2 separate regions of the Rattus norvegicus genome follow, and region 1 is linked to region 2. A link is a contact called in public Hi-C data. All regions are on one chromosome and are shown on one strand. Each heading gives the region's core, a stretch centred on a gene start, on an enhancer-like site or on the middle of the called end of the contact. The rest is flanking DNA. Distances are from core to core; before and after follow the strand shown.

The links. Hi-C and Micro-C count contacts between places; a contact is called where the count stands out from the background.
Region 1: a contact with region 2 is called in a Hi-C map of frontal cortex, with 1.6 times the contacts expected there. The contact joins two enhancer-like sites. A contact is called at or near these places in 4 of 12 Hi-C or Micro-C datasets (the A7r5 cell line, the Rat2 cell line, frontal cortex and 1 more).

Annotation. Positions count from the first base shown.
Region 1 is chr3:90,083,282-90,090,495 of GRCr8, forward strand. It overlaps a transcript of Ctnnd1 not described here. Among named protein-coding and RNA genes, the nearest start is that of Ctnnd1, 54 kb to the right of the region's middle. Within about 2 kb of position 3,085, at least 12 of the 93 cell types and tissues checked have an H3K27ac peak or open chromatin away from gene starts, as enhancers often do.
Region 2 is chr3:90,039,379-90,046,580 of GRCr8, forward strand. LOC108350412 (a long non-coding RNA gene) reads left to right here. Exons shown (of 4, transcript XR_001837170.3): 4 at 566-1,787. Among named protein-coding and RNA genes, the nearest start is that of Tfpi, 62 kb to the left of the region's middle. Within about 2 kb of position 2,478, at least 4 of the 93 cell types and tissues checked have an H3K27ac peak or open chromatin away from gene starts, as enhancers often do.

The sequences.
Region 1 (7,214 bases), core at 1,835-4,334, 45 kb after region 2:
GCCCCAGTGGTCTAAGCTATCATTACCTCTTGCCCCAAATCATGCAGCTTCCTGCCATTGGTTACACAATCTTTCCTACTCTACACTGTTCCCTGTAACAGTGATCTAGTAACAACTTCAAACTCTTTCTCTGGCTCTCTTAAAGACAAGGGCCTGTGCTCATGATAACCTTTATAGCCAGAATAGGTTCTAGCATATAGCAATGTACTTAACAAATACATGTAGCTTTTATGTGACTTCATACAACCAAATCTTTTCATAGCTCTCATAGGCTCTGTATGCAGATTTCTTCCTTACCTCCCAAGGATAAACCTTGGTATTTGCAAAAAAGAAAAAAGGAAAAAAAGGTCTCCATCACATTCAAAAAGGCTATCATCAAAAGTACTAGACTTAATGGATGCTTCCACCTGGCCTTGCGTTCCCTAACTTAAAAATAATTTCTGAAAAAAAAATAATTTAGGCACAAATCATTTCTAATAGACATTTAGAATAGGACCTAGATGAGAGAAGTGTAACTATCCATCAAATAATTAATGAACATCTTATCCTGATCTGGGAACTGGACATGTACACTAATTGTCATTTTGGGTTGCCCTTGAAATAATCCTTTAAGTAGTTAGACATAACTTACTTAGCAAAATAATCATCTAATTAATTTAAACAAATACATACACATGTACAGATATATATATAATTGCAGAGAGAACTATCCAATGATAGGTATAATAAAGTTAATATGCCAGCTGTGTTGGCTCATGCCTGAAATCATAGCACTAAAGAAACTAAGGTAGGAGGGTTATTGTGAGTTCAAGACCAGACTGGGCTATCTCAAAATAGTAGCAGTAATAATAAAAGCAACAACATACTTGGTACATGCCAATTACAGTTTAAGTGCCATTCCATTCATAATCTCATTTTATTTTCACTGTATGTACATATTAGGCTCCATGACGAGAGGCACAAAAGATTAAGAAATCTCCCAGAGAGAACTGGGCATATGACTCCTTAGTAAGTGTGACTGCTTAGCATATACAAGGCTGAAGGCTCAACCCCCAGAACTGAGTAAAAGAAGCATAAGACAGGCAGGCAGGCAGGCGCGCGCGCGCGCGTGCGCGCGCGCGCACACACACACACACACACACACACACACACACACACACACACAGCTATGACAGTGAGAATTGGAATTCAGGAAGCCAAGCACCGGAGCCCAAGCTTGCTGCTGAGTTGTTTTTACACATTGTCATTCTGAATGACCTCAAAGACCCCAAGCTTGATCTGACACTAGTCTCAAAAAAGAGCAATCAGCATTTGAGTAAGGCATATATATATATATATATATATATATATATATATGTGTGTGTGTGTGTGTGTGTGTGTGTGTGTGTGTGTGCTATATATAGCACATCTGGAGCCGCTGTAAAACCTAAGCTATGCACCCTGTAAGTAGGAGTGGAACTAGGCTGTAAGGAGTGTCTACTGGAAATGTGTCCCCTGATGATAGACCAGCTGCCTTTCAATTTTTCAGCTAATGGCCCTGAGAAAGATCCTGCAGCCCAGGAAATGATGAATGGTGCTCAAATGAGCTGGGACAGCATGATGCTCCTTCTTGGCTCTCCTACCCCAAAGGTAGCAGTCTCTGTACACAGAAGGTACATCTCACAAGTGAGGAAGTGCTGGCTCAAGTTCCGACTCTCAGCATCCATGTTATATCCAGTTATCCATCTCCCCAGCATTAGAGGATGGAGATAGTTGCATCCCAGGAGCTTGTTGGCCAGCCAATCAGTAAGCTTCAAGTTCAGAGAGACTTCCCCCCGAAATAGAGATCAATAGAAGATATTAGAAGTTGGCCTCTGGCCTTCATGTGTACACACATATGAACACATACATGCATACATACAAGTAACACTTTAAAAGAAAGCATACCTCCATCCTGTCATTGGGCAGCCTATAGTTTTAGTTAAGCCCTACTTTGGATCATGCCCTATTAGAATATGGGGAAAGCTACTCAAGATTTTTATAATGTCGGCAATTTATAAAATGAGGCAGCAAGACTTAAAGCATTGGATCCTACCCTTGTGTTTAAGCTAACATAACTCACATGGTAGCTACTGAAGCTTTACTCAAATTACTTTGTCCTTTTGGAGACTTCAAGACTTCTTCCCTGTCTCTACACTTGCTTCCTGCTCTTGCTCTGCTCACTTGTTGCATGCTAACCCCAGCACTGGGATGACATACACTCCTCCTCTATTGCTGCAGCCTTTAAGCCTAGCTCATTCTATTGGATGAAGTAGCAACTACAGCTTCCCTTCTGCTTTTGCCTTTTCTTTAGAAGACACATGTTCTATTTCCATTCTTCAACAGGTACAGCTAATATGGACACGTTTCACAAAAGTTTTGAACAGTGTCCTTACTTTTTTCCCATATAGAATTATCCTCCATCACCCTTTCAACTTCCATGTCATTGTCCAGCATTCTTATCCACTCCTAATTACATGCTGTAAGGCTTACATCATCTACCGGGGCTTTGTTTAGTAGGCCTTCTGACCACTGGAGCCCACTGACCCTAATCTTTCTTCTTATAGTCTGTGCTCATGCCAACATCTGAAGTAATTAAGGGCTGGTTTATGCATCTCCTACTGCCATTTCCACTGCTCTTTTACTACTGTGTCTAGCTTAAGGACCTGGCCAAAGGTTATGGGAGTTGTGTCTGAATCTTCAGAAGAAATGCTCTGGCTTCTCGAAATCACCTAGAGGTATGACCAATGAAGTACCACTGCAGAGTCCCTGTTTACTGGTTTGTGGGTCACACAGGTAGTCAAAAGTTGGACTGCAAATTATCAAGATCAGTACAACAAAGGTCTCCCCCAATAGAGTATTTGTCGTTGCTTAATAGGCATGCCTGCTCTTTATGAGGTTGGTTCTCTTTGCACATTTACGTGGGTTCCAAGGACTGAACTTGGATCACAAGGTTTGCATAACAGACCATCTGGTCCTGAGTGTTTAATTCATCTCTATGCTAAGCATTCTGTGGACTCCTTCCTTCGCATTTTCCCACATTCCTTAGAAGTCTAAGGTATGCTGTACTTGGCAACCACTCTGTGCAAGGCTAGTTTTATCAGATCCTTGCAAGGATCCCTTCTTGGCTTTGTTTCATCAGCCTTATTTTGTGCCTCTTCAGCAATGTTTAGAGTTCTCTTTTCTAATATACAGCTGGATGTGGCTCAGTGATAGTGTTTGCCCACCATGTGCAAAGCCCTCAATTCAATCCCTACTTCCTTCCATGGAAAGCATTTTCAGGGAATCGAATCCACATCATCTTTCCAAAAGCAGAGCCTAAATAGTTAAAAAGGCTCCACACCGATCCTAAAACAAGAACTGAGATGAAAACAAGGAGAACCAAAGGGATGGGAAAGAGATGAGAAGCGCATCAAGAAAACAAATTTAGTCTGAAAATGACAAAAATGAAAGAACACAAAAAGATGAAGACAAGAAGCACAGGACAAGATCATGACTGAAACATGAACAGGGAACCCATATTCTCCCTCCTGGGGCACACTTCAGCATCTGGACTGCTTGTTGTCAGCACTAAAGATGATAATCAGGGAATGGCAGCAAGACAAGTATAATAATACTAGAAAGACTAGTTGTCACAAGCCTACGAAAATGCTTCAAATTCTTCCAATCATAGGAGCATGGGCAGAACTCTCAACACAGTTCACTCATGGCTTTTGACCCTGTCACTGCACACTACATAAAAACTCAAAATTGTCACAATGATGCAGACAGACCCTTAACAGCAATGAACTACTGTCTCCAGCTTTTCTTTCTTTCTACGTCTGCCAGTAATCCTGGCTGGAACAGCTGAAGAACCTGTTTTAAGGGACAAACTCAAAAAGTCTATCCTATGAAAAAGCAGTTTGCTTTAGGCAGTATCTTTCTTCCATGTTTGTTTTCTTGATCTCCTTGGCTTTGAACAACGGAACCACTTGCTCCCTAGTTGAAGTACCCTGTAGTTCATTAATTCATAATCCAGGACATGCTTTCTGCCTTAAAAGGCACCATATTCAGGGTCTGCCTGGGAATTGCCTCGATGATTTACAGGGTAGAGAAGTACTAGAACTTAGCCTCAGGCCCAGCCTTGGTGCTTCCTCGACTGTTCCCTTTTATGAATTATTACTCACTACTATTACCAAGAGTTAGCCAGTCATTCTGGGGTCCATACGGAAAATAAGCAAGTGTCCTAGGGTTTCAAGTTAGATAGCCACCTACATTAACCATAAAACCTATGTCACTTTACAGGGATAAGATTCCTGAGACCAACTTGTGAATCAATTTCCAAAGTGAAATGCAGGAATTTATTGTGGTATTGATATAGTACTCGTGATCTTGTGCCATAGGCAGTTAATCTACCTCAGAGATATAGGCCCATTCCAAGGGGCTATGGGAGAATTGATCTTTTTATTTTCTGAGATAAGAATCTGACAATGTAGCCCAGGATGGTGTCAAACTTGTAGCAATCCTCCTGTTTTGGCTTCCCAAATGCTACAATTACAGGCATGTTTTACTATACCCAGTTTTGGAATATATAATTTCAACCAACAGTACAGTTAATTCTTATATACTTACTCAGGCCCCTAAAAGTAGATCTACCAATTCTATAACATTTAAAAAGTACTAAGGGGGACGAGAGATACCCTAACAGTTAACTTGCTTTCAGAAGACCCAAATTCTGTCTGAACCAGCCCATAATTCCTATGGCTCTCAGAGGCTCCCAAGGACACACACCCAACTGGCTCTCTCCTCTCTCTCTCTGCCTTTCTCTCTCTCTCTCTCTCTCTCTCTCTCTCTCTCTCTCTCTCACACACACACACACACACACACACACAAAGAAAAAAAGCTTTTTAAAAAGTAACAAGAAAAGGGAATGGAAAGACAGCTCTGCAGTTAAAAAGCACTGGATGCAACACTCTCTCCTGGTCTCTTTGGACATTATACACATGTCCAAAGTGTGTAATGCAAGACATCCAGGCAGACAAAACACCCATAGATATAAAAATGGAAAAAAAAACTAACAAAAAACAGAAAAAAATATCAAAACAAAACCTGAGGGGGCTGGGGATTTAGCTCAGTGGTAGAGCGCTTACCTAGGAAGCGCAAGGCCCTGGGTTCGATCCCCAGCTCCGAAAAAAAGAACCAAAAAAAAAAAAAAACAAAACCTGAGAAGAGCCACTAAGAAGGAACAAATTCCAAAAGTTTCTTAATGTTAGTATGAGTAAGAAGTATCAAGAAGCCTGCTTCAAAAACATTGTCAAGTCTGCCAAGAACTTTCCAGAAAATCAGGCGTGGGGGTACAAGCTTATAATCTCAGCGCCTGAGAAGGATTGCCACAAGCTGAAAACCAAACTGGATGGGCTAGCTACACAGTGAGGCCTTGTCTTAAAAAACCAAACCAACCATATTCAGCGTTTATAGATCAATTGGTTCAACATTTCATTTTAGGTATGAGCATGAATAGCTGATTCATTGACTGGCCGAGACTACGTCTTGCTATGTAACCCGGGCTGTGTCTGTCACCTGAGAGCTGGGATTAGCAGTGTATACCACAGGGCTGGCATGCTCGAGACCTTTGAGAACTGTGTCTGTAGCTGAGCATGGTAATTTGCACCTATAATGACAGCATTGAGACAAGCAGGAGGATCATGAGCTTAAGGCCAGCCCTCAGCAGGGCTTCAATCTAACTCAATACCAGTGAGGAAAGGTTGCTGACCAATGGCCAGGTTTTTCTACAGAGCAAAGGCTCATGTTTTTGGCTTTGAATTTTATTCTTCAGGTCTAAGACTACAGGTGTTAAGTGCATTCAAGCCTTAATCTACACGGTGACACTGCGGGGGCTGCTTGGTCTCACTAGCCCCCCAAAGGTTCTTACGATCCTGGACTATCACTGGGAACAGCCAAATAACTGTAACTGAAGATGTTGCTATATAATGAGCATTTTACACAAATTCTCTGGTGGTTTTTAAATTATAAGACAGGACATAAGGGCCCTGGAAAAGTATTTTCCCATGAGCCTGAATCTTTGGTCTCTGCAGTAAAGATAACCCCAGTAGTCTGGTTTCTGTTAACCATGTACAATTTGCCAGGATGTCCTATTGAACAAGCAAACCGAGTCCATAGAGCCTGAGAAGCATTGCCATGCCCTGTGATTAGTGCTCGAGTGCAGAGGACTTTGAAACCTTTCACATTTACTAAGGGAGATGTTGGGACTGCTGGCTTCTGATCGTCTAGATTTGCTGTTGTGTTCTAAAGAGCCATGTGTTAGAGGGGTTTGATCAGTGTTGATTTTGTCAAACGATATGACATTTCCCCAGAGAAGGGAGAAGCCAGTCTGCAATCGTCGCGTTCTAACTCTAATGGCAGCAAGCTCTCCTGCTCTACTTCAGCCACTCGTTAACTATCTTTAAGACTCGGGTGGGAGGGTGTTCCACAGAAGGTTCCTTGATAAGAGCTGGGGCTGGAACTAAAGTAAGCCCATCCTGAGACAACCGCCTTCTGGCTGCTCTGCACAGAAAACAACACTGACACCAAAGTACCTGAGACGGAAGGAAGGAAGGAAGGAAGGAAGGAAGGAAGGAAGGAAGGAAGGAAGGAAGGAAGGGAGGAGGGAGGGAGGGAGGGAGGGAGGGAGGGAGGGAGGAATGAATGCAGCTGGAAGTGAAGGAACGACACGGACCTCCCACACACACACTTTAAAAACTTTTATTTATATAAAAAACTCATTTGTTTTTAAAAGCATTAACAAGAGAAAGAAAGAAAAAAGATACAGAGCAGAAGACATGCCCCTTAGTAGTATTCGGTGGGAAGGTAGGATTTTTGGTTTGCTGAAATTGAATGTTTAGTGTTTTTATAAATGAAAGAAGAACAACAAACAAACAAACAAACAAAAACAGTTAAAGGTCCCCAAAGCCCATGGCTATTCTATCACCCACACCCACCGAGAAGAAAGAGCACCAGGAAGAGCAGAGGACAAGGGAACCAAAAGCAGAGGCAGATGTGGGTGGGGGAGGGGGAGGCTCCCCTGTGCAGTGTACTCTGAGGGTCACGGAGAGCAAAAAGCTCCTTTTTGCTAGAAAAGGCAAATGGGACTCGGAAGAAATGGGAGGGAAGCAAAAGGTTAAGGGGGGGAGGGGTTGTAATGCATAAGAAAAGGGGTT
Region 2 (7,202 bases), core at 1,228-3,727:
TCCACAAACTGCTGGCTTAAAACAAGACAAAATGTCTTACATCTCCCGAGGCTGAACACATGGTGTCAAGATGCTGGCTGGGCCGTGCCCACTCCTCAGCTTTCGACAGTGGGCCCTTGCTGAAGTCCTCCAACTTCTGGAGCCCTAGGCATTCCCAAACTGTTTGAAACCCAGCTCCCATCTCTGCCTCCATTTTTGTTTATCCTTCCTCCCAAGACTGCATCTTCCTTCTGAATCTGTTTTTACAGGACAGTCGCCTCCCTAGATCAACCCATAATAGATAGGATCGCCTCCATCTTTGTGATGCCATTTTTAGCTCCATTCTGTCTGCAAAGACCCTACTTGCAGAGAAGCACTCTTGCCTAGGTGCCTTGAGGACAACAGAGCTGTTGGGGAGACATGGTTGAACCCACAGCGGTGAGGAGGCTGCCCCACTGACTCATCTTGCATTCTCACAGGAGGACGCATCAGGTTCCCTGTGTCCCTAGCCTCAGGGGGATTCATTGTTGAAATTTTTGCTCCTAATTGCAGTCCAAATATGTCCTTTATTTCATTCTTCCTCTAGGTCAACAGGCAGAGCCTCCAAACCATGCCATGCCTACAAGACCCAATACAGGTGACAGTTCCCGAGAGAATGGCTAATATGCCACCTCTGCCTCCCAAGTACTGGGGTTACAGGCAGCCATCAGCACACCAGTTAATATGTTGCTAGAGATTGGCCAAGGTCTCATGTACATAGGCAAGTACTAGACCAAGTAAACTACATCCTGACACCCTGCTCGTCTGGAGACATATCTCACTATGGAACCCAGGTTGGCCTTAAATTTGTGGTTCACCTGCATCTGCCGCTCAAAAGCTGGGGTTACCGGCCTCTGCCACCTCAGTTTACAACAGGAAATTTGAAGATAGAAAATCATTCTAGGGGGTAGTAAAGTGTTTTTGGTACAAGAATGGATAGCAGAACCCATGTAAATGTCAAGTGGAGTGACACATACCCACCATCCTGGTGTTGCGTAAGCAGAGACTGGACTATCTCTGGAGTTCATTGTCCATCCAGTCAAACTGAATCCATGAGTTCCAAGTTCAATGAGAAACCTTACCTCAAAAAGTCAGGTGGGGAGCAACAGAGGAAGACGTTCAACATTGACTTCTGATTTCCGCACAATATGATTCTGACTATATAATACCCATAAAATTACTAGAATGGACTGAATTCTAATTCTATTTTTCCTTAGGTACCAGCTCTCTCACTTTGGGATAGTTGATAATTTCACTGATAAATGGGCATTATATTTAAATCAGAAGGTATGCATGGCATTTAAAAAGCTGGTAGAGAAATTTCTTAACACATGACTAATACTAGGTATTCTCTAGTTTCCTCTACTTCTCTTGGTGCTATTCACTTTACACACACACACACACACACACACACACACATGCACATGCATGCACACAATATATATGTGTATATATATGTGTTGTATATATGTGTATATATATATATATCCACAACATATATGGATATATATCCAAGCAAATATATATGTATACATTAAAATGAATATATTTAAATGTATATGTGTTATAATAAATTTATATTCAAGATGAATATATATGTGTATATATACAAGTATATGTATGTATATATATTTATATAAAAGAGGACATGAAGCTAGAAGAAATGTGGGGTTGGGGTACCAGGGGAAGTTGAAAGAAGGTAGGTAGTGGATGAATATGGTAAATATACATTGTATAACTTTCAAATAATAAAAATTATTATTTAAAAATATTTGGTGGACCAGTGAGATAGCTCAGCAGTTAATAAAATTCTTGCCACCAAGACTGACATCCTGAGTTCAATCCCCAGGACCCACATAATAAAAAAGAAGAGAAAGAACTGACTCCCACGATTGCCCTCTGATCTCTATACCCGCATGTGTGCACTCACAGACACACACACAAATGCCATGAACCAAATGGGTTTCATACACCCAAAATGCCCAACATCAAGACCCCAGAACAATTAGGTTTGGCAAGGATCCATTTTTCTAGTTTACTGTGTTCTCACACAGTGCAAGGGGGGCTGTGCTCTCTGAGACCTCTTTGATAAGGACACCAACCCCAGTTAGTACTCCACCGTACTCTGACTCTCTCTCAATACTATCTCTTTGAGGATTAGGATTCCCACAAACAAATTTGAGGGAGAAGGTCAGACCTTAGCAGATTAGTTTTTTAATATTTATTATGTTATCATTTTATATGAGTCAGTGTTTTACCTGCATGTATGTATGTGCACCTCATATGTCTGGTGCCCACTGAGGTCAGAGGACGGTGTCAGATCCCCTGGAACTGGAGTTACAGATGTTTGTGAGCCACCATGTGGGTGCTGGGAAGTAAACCCAGGTCCTCTCTCTTCAAGAGTAACAAATGTCCCTCCTAGCCATTGAGCTCGCTCCAGCCCCATGGCACGTTTTAAAACACCGTAGTCCCAGCTGCTGTTCAGAGCCTTCCAACACTCCTCGCCACCGCTCTAACCCACTGCTAGCTCCTGCTGCTTTAGAATGCCATCCACTGAAAAACTTCATAGATTCACATCGCTAGAAAAACTCACTAAAGGAGGAACATGAGTCCTAGAGGACCACATTTTCAGAACAGATAAACGGTCGCTAGGGCAACACCTGGCACCCGGGGATCTCAACACATACTTTCTGACAGAGTCAAAAGAACATCCCTCTTTTTAAAAAAATGTACAACGTCTATGTAAGTTTAATGTGAGCTTTACCCTAAAAAACATGTAGAACGAAAGTGTCCTTTCCAGCCAGTACTGAGGAAGGAGAGGCACGCGCCTGCTTATATTTATCCCGCACTCTATTTTTACCCAGTCTAGGATTGCAGTCAGGAAATAGCCCCATCCACAGCTGGTGGGTCTTCCCACAGCAATTAACAAATCAGGACACGGCCACAGACAGGACCACAGGCCAGCCTGATCTAAGCACTCCTTCACTGAGACTCCCTTCTCAGGGGATTCTAGATTTTGCCAAGATGGCAAAACTAACCATTGCAACTCCACGGCTGGCAACATGCCACAGAAGTGCATCCTTTTTTTTAAAGATATATATATATATATATATATATATATATATATATATATATATATATATATGCATACATACTGTTGCTATCTTCAGACACACCAGCAGAGGGCATCAGATCCCACTACAAATGGTTGTGAGCCACATGTGGTTGCTGGGAATTGAACTCAGGACCTCTGGAAGAGCAGTCAGCACTCTTAACAACTAAGCCATCTCTCCAGCCGTCGTGCATCACTTTTGTTTTTTAGAGATTTATTTATTTCACGTATGTGAGTACACTGTTGGGTTTTTTTTTTCAGAGAGAAATTGCATTTTATTTGTTTTTTTTGTTTGTTTGTTTGTTTGGTTTTTTTATTAACTTGAGTATTTCTTATATACATTTCGAGTGTTATTCCCTTTCCCGGTATCCGGGCAAACATCCCCCTCCCCCCTCCCCTTCCTTATGGGTGTTCCCCTCCCAACCCTCCCCCCATTGCCGCCCTCCCCCCACCAGTCTAGTTCACTGGGGGTTCAGTCTTAGCAGGACCCAGGGCTTCCCCTTCCACTGGTGCTCTTACTAGGATATTCATTGCTACCTATGAGGTCAGAGTCCAGGGTCAGTCCATGTATAGTCTTTAGGTAGTGGCTTAGTCCCTGGAAGCTCTGGTTGCTTGGCATTGTTGTACATATGGGGTCTCGAGCCCCTTCAAGCTCTTCCAGTTCTTTCTCTGATTCCTTCAATGGGGGTCCTATTCTCAGTTCAGTGGTTTGCTGCTGGCATTCGCCTCTGTATTTGCTGTATTCTGGCTGTGTCTCTCAGGAGCAATCTACATCCGGCTCCTGTCGGTCTGCACTTCTTTGCTTCATCCATCTTGTCTAATTGGGTGGCTGTATATGTATGGGCCACATGTGGGGCAGGCTCTGAATGGGTGTTCCTTCAGTCTCTGTTTTAATCTTTGCCTCTCTCTTCCCTGCCAAGGGTATTCTTGTTCCCCTTTTAAAGAAGGAGTGAAGCATTCACATTTTGATCATCCGTCTTGAGTTTCATTTGTTCTAGGCATCTAGGGTAATTCAAGCATTTGGGCTAATAGCCACTTATCAATGAGTGCATACCATGTGTGTCTTTCTGTGATTGGGTTAGCTCACTCAGGATGATATTTTCCAGTTCCAACCATTTGCCTACGAATTTCATAAAGTCGTTGTTTTTGATATCTGAGTAATATTCCATTGTGAAGATGTACCACATTTTCTGTATCCATTCCTCTGTTGAAGGGCATCTGGGTTCTTTCCAGCTTCTGACTATTATAAATAAGGCTGCGATGAACATAGTGGAGCACGTGTCTTTTTTATATGTTGGGGCATCTTTTGGGTATATGCCCAAGAGAGGTATAGCTGGATCCTCAGGCAGTTCAATGTCCAATTTTCTGAGGATCCTCCAGACTGATTTCCAGAATGATTGTACCAGTCTGCAATCCCACCAACAATGGAGGAGTGTTCCTCTTTCTCCACATCCTCGCCAGCATCTGCTGTCCCCTGAGTTTTTGATCTTAGCCATTCTCACTGGTGTGAGGTGAAATCTCAGGGTTGTTTTGATTTGCATTTCCCTTATGACTAAAGATGTTGAACATTTCTTTAGGTGTTTCTCAGCCATTCGGCATTCCTCAGCTGTGAATTCTTTGTTTAGCTCTGAACCCCATTTTTAATAGGGTTATTTGTTTCCCTGCGGTCTAACTTCTTGAGTTCTTTGTATATTTTGGATATAAGGCCTCTATCTGTTGTAGGATTGGTAAAGATCTTTTCCCAATCTGTTGGTTGCCGTTTTGTCCTAACCACAGTGTCCTTTGCCTTACAGAAGCTTTGCAGTTTTATGAGATCCCATTTGTCGATTCTTGATCTTAGAGCGTAAGCCATTGGTGTTTTGTTTAGGAAATTTTTTCCAGTGCCCATGTGTTCCAGATGCTTCCCTAGTTTTTCTTCTATTAGTTTTTTTTTTTTTTTTGGTTCTTTTTTTTCGGAGCTGGGGACCGAACCCAGGGCCTTGCGCTTCCTAGGTAAGCGCTCTACCACTGAGCTAAATCCCCAGCCCCTCTTCTATTAGTTTGAGTGTGTCTGGTTTGATGTGGAGGTCCTTGATCCACTTGGACTTAAGCTTTGTACAGGGTGATAAGGATGGATCGATCTGCATTCTTCAACATGTTGACCTCCAGTTGAACCAGCACCATTTGCTGAAAATGCTATCTTTTTTCCATTGGATGGTTTTGGCTCCTTTGTCAAAAATCAAGTGACCATAGGTGTGTGGGTTCATTTCTGGGTCTTCAATTCTATTCCATTGGTCTATCTGTCTGTCTCTGTACCAATACCATGCAGTTTTTATCACTATTGCTCTGTAATACTGCTTGAGTTCAGGGATAGTGATTCCCCCTGAAGTCCTTTTATTGTTGAGGATAGCTTTAGCTATCCTGGGTTTTTTGTTATTCCAGATGAATTTGCAAATTGTTCTGTCTAACTCTTTGAAGAATTGGATTGGTATTTTGATGGGGATTGCATTGAATCTGTAGATTGCTTTTGGTAAAATGGCCATTTTTACTATATTAATCCTGCCAATCCATGAGCATGGGAGATCTTTCCATCTTCTGAGGTCTTCTTCAATTTCCTTCTTCAGTGTCTTGAAGTTCTTATTGTACAGATCTTTTACTTGCTTGGTTAAAGTCACACCGAGGTACTTTATATTATTTGGGTCTATTATGAAGGGTGTCGTTTCCCTAATTTCTTTCTCGGCTTGTTTCTCTTTTGTATAGAGGAAGGCAACTGATTTATTTGAGTTAATTTTATACCCAGCCACTTTGCTGAAGTTGTTTATCAGCTTTAGTAGTTCTCTGGTGGAACTTTTGGGATCACTTAAATATACTATCATATCATCTGCAAATAGTGATATTTTGACTTCTTCTTTTCCGATCTGTATCCCCTTGACCTCCTTTTGTTGTCTGATTGCTCTGGCTAGAACTTCAAGAACTATATTGAATAAGTAGGGAGAGAGTGGGCAGCCTTGTCTAGTCCCTGATTTTAGTGGGATTGCTTCAAGTTTCTCTCCATTTAGTTTAATGTTAGCAACTGGTTTGCTGTATATGGCTTTTACTATGTTCAGGTATGGGCCTTGAATTCCTATTCTTTCCAGGACTTTTATCATGAAGGGGTGTTGAATTTTGTCAAATGCTTTCTCAGCGTCTAATGAAATGATCATGTGGTTTTGTTCTTTCAGTTTGTTTATATAATGGATCACGTTGATGGTTTTCCGTATATTAAACCATCCCTGCATGCCTGGGATGAAGCCTACTTGGTCATGGTGGATGATTGTTTTGATGTGCTCTTGGATTCGGTTTGCCAGAATTTTGTTGAGTATTTTTGCGTCGATATTCATAAGGGAAATTGGTCTGAAGTTCTCTTTCTTTGTTGTGTTTTTGTGTGGTTTAGGTATAAGAGTAATTGTGGCTTCGTAGAAGGTATTCGGTAGTGATCCATCTGTTTCAATTTTGTGGAATAGTTTGGATAATATTGGTATGAGGTCTTCTATGAAGGTTTGATAGAATTCTGCACTAAACCCGTCTGGACCTGGGCTCTTTTTGGTTGGGAGACCTTTAATAACTGCTTCTATTTCCTTAGGAGTTATGGGGTTGTTTAACTGGTTTATCTGTTCCTGATTTAACTTCGGTACCTGGTATCTGTCTAGGAAATTGTCCATTTCCTGAAGATTTTCAAGTTTTGTTGAATATAGGTTTTTATAGTAAGATCTGATGATTTTTTGAATTTCCTCTGAATCTGTTGTTATGTCTTCCTTTTCATTTCTGATTTTGTTAATTTGGACGCACTCTCTGTGTCCTCTCGTTAGTCTGGCTAAGGGTTTATCTATCTTGTTGATTTTCTCAAAGAACCAACTTTTGGTTCTGTTGATTCTTTCTATGGTCCTTTTTGTTTCTACTTGGTTGATTTCTGCTCTGAGTTTGATTATTTCCTGCCTTCTACTCCTCCTGGGTGTATTTGCTTCTTTTTGTTCTAGAGCTTTTAGGTGTGCTGTCAAGCTGCTGACATATGCTCTTTCCTGTTTCTTTCTGCAGGCACTCAGCGCTATGAGTT